2 separate regions of the Pan troglodytes genome follow, and region 2 is linked to region 1. The links are chromatin contacts, called in public Hi-C maps. All regions are on one chromosome and are shown on one strand. Each heading gives the region's core, a stretch centred on a gene start, on an enhancer-like site or on the middle of the called end of the contact. The rest is flanking DNA. Distances are from core to core; before and after follow the strand shown. Region 1 holds the start of PCDHB14 (protocadherin beta 14). Region 2 overlaps DIAPH1 (diaphanous related formin 1).

What was found. A called contact is a pair of places that touch in the nucleus more often than the background predicts.
Region 2: a contact with region 1 is called in a Hi-C map of induced pluripotent stem cells, with 2.5 times the contacts expected there. The contact joins the enhancer-like site here to the promoter of PCDHB14 in region 1. A contact is called at or near these places in 2 of 7 Hi-C or Micro-C datasets (both in induced pluripotent stem cells).

Annotation. Positions count from the first base shown.
Region 1 is chr4:138,944,473-138,948,356 of NHGRI_mPanTro3-v2.0_pri, forward strand. It overlaps PCDHB14 (protocadherin beta 14), which reads left to right and starts at 2,050. Exons shown (of 1, transcript NM_001024131.2): 1 at 2,050-3,884. The coding sequence starts at 2,050.
Region 2 is chr4:139,244,430-139,248,313 of NHGRI_mPanTro3-v2.0_pri, forward strand. DIAPH1 (diaphanous related formin 1) reads right to left here. Exons shown (of 29, transcript XM_016953957.4): 25 at 3,334-3,497; 26 at 3,075-3,210; 27 at 1,180-1,266. Among named protein-coding and RNA genes, the nearest start is that of PCDHGC5, 36 kb to the left of the region's middle. Within about 2 kb of position 2,027, at least 11 of the 24 cell types and tissues checked have an H3K27ac peak or open chromatin away from gene starts, as enhancers often do. A contact at or near this core is called in induced pluripotent stem cells, where this site is marked.

The DNA of each region.
Region 1 (3,884 bases), core at 800-3,299:
ATATATATGCTATATATATGCTCTCTATATATGCTCTCTCTCTATATATGCTATATATATGCTCTCTCTATATATATATGCTATATATATGCTCTCTCTGTCTCTGTCTCTCTCTCTCTCTCTCTCTCTATATATATATATATATATACACACCACAGTTCATATTGCAAGCTCAGATTTATTTCCTATGCTTTGGTTATATGCAAACACACACACACACACCCCACCACCACGCAAACACACAAACACACATCCTACAGGCATTTACCTCAATATCAGCATGTTCGAAACTGAACACTTCGTCTTTTTCCACCCCAATCATGTTTTTTTTAGCATTCCCTGTCCTAGTGAATGACACCACTAGTCATCCAGTTGCCCAGTCCAGAGGTGTGATATCATTTCTGAGTCTTTCCCGTTTTTCTCCCCATGCAACCTATCAACCAACAGTTGAAAACATTTCATCTCCTCATACCTTTCTATTCATCCCTCTTCTCTCCATCCACACTGGCATTATCCTCATCCGATCATCATCTCTTATCTGATCTCCTTGATTCTCCAGTCATTCCCCCTGAAATTAATTCTCCATACTGCAGCCAAACTGATTTTTTAAAATGCAGATGTAATCATGTTAATCAGATATTTAAAACCCATCTTTGTACTTGAATTACCTTTAGGATAAATTCAAGAATGCATGATATGACCTGTATAATGATTCATGTTCTCACCATGCTTTTAACCCTAATTTCATTGTTAGACCCTCCCCTTCCATAGTTTTTAAAGTCCAAGGCATACTTCATTTCTCTGTGTTCCTCAAAATGCCCATCTGAAATATTCCTCCTTCTCCTGGCTAGTTCCTTCAGATCACAATGTATTGTTCATTAGCTCAGGAAAGCTTTCACTGATGTCCCAAGTCCGACTTCGATCTTAATTATTTTATTTTTGACAGACACTTAACCAGCACTTACAAACCACTTTGTAAATATTAACTCATTAGATGCCTACGATAATAATCATAGGAGACAAATATTATTATTACCCCATTTTACAGGTGAGGAAACAAAGTTATCTATAACTTGCCCAAGCTTATAGATAGTGAGTCACATAACCAGGATTCTAATATTGATAATTTGGTTCCAGATCCCATATTCCTAAGCACTAAGGTATGCAGCCTCCTAGGTACAAGAGGTCTTTTCTAGGTATTTCTATATTACTTTTTATAAATGCATACATTATGACATACTTCATTTACTTGTCTGCCAATTTTTCTAGCTTGTGAGCTCCGTAAGAGCAAGAATTGTCTCTAACTTATTTGTGCCATGTCCTTCTTTATATTTTTAAAATATAAAAGTGAAAAAAGTAATGACATTACCAACTATAGCTGACAACAAGTATTTACAAGAGTGGAGAGAATATATTTGTAATTACTCGAGAAATGACTTAAATAAAAAATTATTTCTTCAGTTCAGAATATTTTAACAGATCCTTTAGTGCCGAGCATTCAAAACAGTGATAATGCAGTGTGTGGACTTTTCTGGATTCAAATTCAAACAAACCAACAGCAAAGGACATTTTGGAGAGAACTGGGAAAACCAAATGCAGTATAAATTACACCGAGGAATTATTGCTCAAGTTGTTGATTGTGAAAGTTATATTACAATTATCTTTTAGAAGGCCTTACCTATTAAAAATACTTAGTGAAGTATTTAAAGGTAAAAAAAAATGTCTGGGATTTGTTTCGAATGTTCCGGATGTATTTATGAATTACTTTTTCAAAGAGGAAAACTTTTTTAATGAAAAAAAAAAACATGGAGACACATGGTGGCGCTACAGGATAAGACGAAAACGGTACATAGGCTGGCACGGTGAGCTTCGCTATTCAGGAGAACAGAAAGCATCCAACCCACTGAAAAGACAGGCATTAAAGGAGCTTCGCCTACAGAGCTGCTGGAGGATACACTCTCCAGGGGGTTCCTGTTAAAAACCAGAGCTTCAGCTTCCGAAATTACGGCTGAGCTTCAATTTTTCCACAAGAGATTGCCTAAAGGAACCATGGAGATCAGAGGGGCACTCGATCTGCGAAAAAGGCAAGTTCTAATATTCCTTGTTTTGCTGGGATTGTCTCGGGCAGGTACTGAATCTGCACACTATTCTGTGGCAGAGGAAACAGAAATTGGCTCTTTTGTGGCTAATCTAGCGAGGGACCTAGGGCTGGGGGTGGAGGAGCTGTCTTCACGTGAAGCCCGGGTAGTGTCTGATGATAATAAAAAGTATTTGCACCTTGATTTGCTGACTGGGAATTTGCTCCTAAATGAGAAACTAGACCGAGACGAGCTGTGTGGCTCCACCGAGCCCTGTGTGCTGCATTTTCAGGTGGTTTTGGAAAACCCTTTACAGTTTTTTCGGGTTGAGCTGCGTGTCAAAGACATAAATGATCACTCCCCTACATTCCTAGACAAGGAAATACTTATTAAAATATCAGAAGGTACCACTGTTGGAGCTACATTTCTAATGGAGAGTGCTCAAGATTTGGATGTCGGAAGCAACAGTCTCCAAAACTACACAATTAGCCCCAATTCTCACTTCTACATTAAAATTCCAGACAGTAGTGACAGAAAGATATACCCAGAGCTGGTCCTAGATAGAGCTTTAGATTATGAACAGGAAGCTGAACTCAGATTAACACTCACAGCAGTGGATGGTGGATCCCCGCCCAAGTCTGGGACAACTTTGGTTCTCATCAAGGTGTTGGACATCAATGATAATGCTCCTGAGTTTCCTCAGAGTCTCTATGAGGTGCAAGTCCCTGAGGACAGACCCCTTGGCTCCTGGATTGCCACCATCTCAGCTAAGGATCTGGATGCAGGAAACTATGGAAAAATATCTTACACATTTTTCCATGCATCGGAAGATATTCGTAAAACATTTGAAATTAATCCAATATCTGGGGAAGTTAATTTGAGATCACCCCTGGATTTTGAAGTAATACAGTCCTACACTATAAATATTCAGGCAACAGATGGTGGGGGTCTTTCAGGAAAATGCACCCTTCTAGTTAAAGTTATGGATATAAACGACAACCCACCAGAAGTGACCATATCGTCGATTACAAAGAGAATTCCAGAGAATGCCTCAGAGACCCTAGTAGCTCTTTTTAGTATCCTAGACCAAGACTCTGGAGACAATGGGAGGATGATTTGCTCTATTCAAGATAACCTCCCTTTTTTCCTGAAACCGACCTTCAAGAACTTTTTCACTCTAGTTTCTGAAAAAGCACTGGACAGAGAGAGCCAAGCCGAGTACAACATCACGATCACCGTCACAGACTTGGGGACACCCAGGCTGAAAACCGAGTACAACATAACCGTGCTGGTCTCTGACGTCAATGACAACGCCCCCGCCTTCACCCAAACCTCCTACACCCTGTTCCTCCGCGAGAACAACAGCCCCGCCCTGCACATCGGCAGCGTCAGCGCCACAGACAGAGACTCAGGCACCAACGCTCAGGTCACCTACTCGCTGCTGCCGCCCCAGGACCCGCAACTGCCCCTCGCCTCCTTGGTCTCCATCAACGCGGACAACGGCCACCTGTTCGCCCTCAGGTCGCTGGACTACGAGGCCCTACAGGAGTTCGAGTTTCGCGTGGGCGCCACAGACCGCGGCTCCCCGGCGCTGAGCAGCGAGGCGCTGGTGCGCGTGCTGGTGCTGGACGCCAACGACAACTCGCCCTTCGTGCTGTACCCGCTGCAGAACGGCTCTGCACCCTGCACCGAGCTGGTGCCCCGGGCGGCCGAGCCGGGCTACCTGGTGACCAAGGTGGTGGCGGTGGACGGCGACTCGGGCCAGAACGCCTGGCTGTCGTACCAGCTGCTCAAGGCCACGGAGCC
Region 2 (3,884 bases), core at 777-3,276, 300 kb after region 1:
GGGCAGCCAGCCATTACAGATGAAACTCACAGTGATGGCTGTTGTTGGGCCAGAATACTGAGTTTCCATAGGCTAGTATGCTCTAAGGTCCCCCTTTCCAGGCTGTGGCAGGTACTACAGGCCCTACAGATACCACTGTATTAATAGCTAAGCACTGGCCAAAGCAAGCTGTGTAACTCCTTCTGTTTACAATAATCTCAAAGTATAACTATCAAATGGGCCTACACAATGCAACAGCCAAGAAACAGGGAACATAGATTTAAGTCCCTCTGAAGTAGAAACCTTTAATGATGCCTTTTTTTGTAATTCCCACTCTTCAAATTAGTAAAGAAGCCACCACTCCTAGCCTCAAAAGACCTTCACTAGACACGATAGTGCAGGTCAACTCCACATGAGGGGCAGACTTGCCTATACCTTCCTTTGAATTAGTCTCTTGGCCACTGTAAGCTTCCCTGAAAGGGAACTTATTCATTAATCTTTTCCCATACTAATGCCTGGATCACTTGTCCTAGCTCCATAATTCTTTTTAGAATCTCTAGCTCAATGTAATCCACTTAGATCTTCCAAAGGACATGAAAGGAGATTGCAGGGCAGTGATGGGGAAGGCAAGGGCAATAGAGGCTAACTGCACTCAAGGAAAAGGTAGTTTTCAGACACGGCATAATCCTTCAACTGAGATGCTCCTCTATATTTTTCTATCTGGGAATAATGATGCCTAAACCTGTCTACAAAATTTTATACTTTCTATTATTAGTTCTCTCTACGTATGTCTTCTACTTGTGAAGTCCAGGGTAAGGACTCTGACTTATTTTTTCTTTGAATTTCAATCTATACCTAATATACATTTTGTATTTAGATCAACTTTTGTTCATACACACAAATGCCAACTCAAATCCCTGGGTCCTGCAGCTCAGTTCCTTTGTTCCAAATATCTGCTTCAAGAGTGGGGAGAAATGCGGCATAATCCAATGTAACTGATTTATTGCCAGTCCCTTAAACCCCAGTTTTCTAAGTCGCTACTCTGTAACATGGGAAGAAGAGGACTAGATAATCCGTTCTGGATGCAGGGACTAAAAAGATGCTTAGAGCATCATTATTTGCTCTTTAGCCGCAGACTGGCAGGAGTAGAGAGCCCTCACCCCCTTCGACACCCAGGATGAGCTCCATGTGCTTACTTACCTTGACGGGGCCCTCTCTTCCGTCGGAATGCTGCCCCTGACTGCAGGGCTTCTAGAAGACTGTCCATCACACCTGTCTCATCGCCCTCTGTTATAAAGAACAAGATGGAGATGTGAACTCTTCAGCCAGAGCAGCATGGCAAATATCAAGCCCCACACAAAATGCATGGCTATTGCTTGATTTCCCCTCTCCCACAGCAGCTGGCAGCTAAGAAGAGGCAAAGAGAGCTCAGCCTTAAGTCTCACACGCTCATGTTTACTTGTATCTGCTCAAAAATGGTTAAAACAAAAGATCTCATTGCCTATTATCCAATGCAGACCTTGGGATATTTTCCCGCAATGCCATCCTCCCCACCCCAATCAGGACTAGCAACAAAATTATACAACTGCCCAACTCCAAGACCAGGATAAGTAGAGACTACGATTGTGAAATTACTAAGCAACTATATCACTCCCTTTTATCCTAAAGTGTTTTGCCTGGTTAGGTTTCAGAGCAGGGCTGAGGAAAGACCACTGATCAAAGAGTACACTTTCCTGAAGTACTGCCTCCAGTGGCTAAGTCTTCCTGAAGTCTAAGTCCTCTGCATCTAAGAGGAGCAGCCTGGCTGGAATACAAAGAGTTAATGTAGAATCCTTGTTCTAGCCTGGCTCGGTTTCCATGGCAACAGCTTAGGATAGTGAAATCTGAAACTGTGAAATCCGAAAAAGTCCATAGGCTGCCAGATCCAAGGCTGGGGCTCACTGCTCCCAGCGCCACCTGCTGGCTGAGCATCACCAGTGCAGCTGACCTACATTCCACCCTCATTTGCTTGACCCGGGTACTGGAAACTGGGCAAGGTCCATTACGCCACCTGTTGACCGTGTGCAGCCCTCATCCCACATGTCAGCGGGACTCCACCTTCCCCCACTGCATCCTAGCCAGTACCTGGGGACAAACCCTGGAGTCCCAGGGGAAGGTGAAGGATACTTGGTGTGGGCTTTAATAGCATTACGAAGTTGTGGCTTACAACTAAGGGCAAGGAAATTGCTTTACAGAAAAGTATAAAAAGTCCCTGGTAGCAAGAGGTATCAGAGCAGCCCTTGTGCCTGTGCTCTGTAAAATACTGATTCCTAACAAACTCAGCAGCTCTGTGAACACCTCTTCATTTGCAGAAGGCTTGTGGCCCCTCAGGTTCAGAGGAGGGTGGCATCAGCTCAGTGCTGTGTGAGCAGCGTATGCTGTATTGGCGCTGCCCACAGAGACAGCAGTGGGGGCGAAGGGGTAGGGAATCTGCAGCAAGAAAGAAGCAGAGACAGGAAACAGAGGGCCAGTAATTGAAACCATATGTTTCAACAAAGACATGCTTCTGGGAGTGAAACAGAGATTCTGCTGAAGAAAGAAGAGGGTGACCGGCTCCCCACCCGCTCCAAAAGTTCAATCCATTTAAAATCTAATTGTGCGTACAACTGGGCTAAGGTACTAGGGACATAGTACTTTGTGAAATAAGCAGAAAGGGAAGACACGCCACAATTAAAAGATGGGAGGAGCGTCAGGAAAATATTTTAGAGAAAAAAACCCGAAAGATTTAGTGGAGGGAATGAGAACAGGCCAGAGGAACCTTTGGACGGACAGAAGGAAAACAGTATATATCACAGCAATACCACAATCACAGAGGAATGAGAGAGAACGCAAGAGCGAGCAAAGGAGAGAAAAGGTAATAGTTTAACCAGGGCAAGTTGGAATGCGCATGTATCAGAATTGGGGTTAAAGTCCGGCATCAGGATCTCGGAGTGAAGACTGCCAAAAATCATTTGCCAGGAGGTGAGCTCAGACATGAGACTCTGCCTCTAGACTCTAGGCAGAGAAGTCTTCCCAACATTCCTATCTCAGCCCATCAACCCGTCTTCACTCCTCACCTGCATTCATGTCTATGAGTTGCTCTCTCTTCTGCTGCTTCTCTAGCCGCTCCTTCTCTGCCTTCTCCTTGGCTAGTTTTGCTCGCCTCATCTTTTCTTCTGTCTCCCGCCGCTTCTGGTTCTCCTTGACTGCTTGCTGGGGCAGGGAAGAGGAGGAAGGAACACATGGGCATTGTATACCTACTACCAGCCAACAGGAACCCAGGGGAAAGTGAGAAATGCCCACAAAAGATTCAGTCAGCAAGTATCCCTTGCTCACCAAAAACATATTCCGAAAATTGTGAAGATCCATGAAAAATTCTTCAACAGACAACTTCTTGGGGTCAAAGAGGAAGTACTCGCCCAGCTCCTTATAGAGGGTCTCCATGTTAGAATGCATCATCCGCAGCTTGTTATACTGTTCCTGTGCATCCTTCACAAAGCTGTGCAGCCAAGGAGTAAAGGACCAAGACCAAGACCAAGAAGCAGACCCACTTCTCTAGCCCAAGGAATTACTCAAAGATGAGTACTGGCATGCAAAGGGATGTTCAATACAGCACTGTTTATAACAGCAAAAACCAAAGCCATGTAGGTACCCCTAAATAGGGGAATAGTAAACTGTGAACTATGGTACACCTATAAAAAAAGAAGGTGGCAGTTTAAACTGTTGTTTGTTTGTTTGTTTGTTTGTTTTGTTTGTTTGAGACAGGGTTTTGTTCTATCGCCAGGCAGGAGTGCAGTGGCGCGATCTTGGCTCATTGCAACCTCCACCTCCTGGGTTCAAGCAATTCTCCTGCCTCAGCCTCCCAAGTAGCTGGAACTACAGGCGCG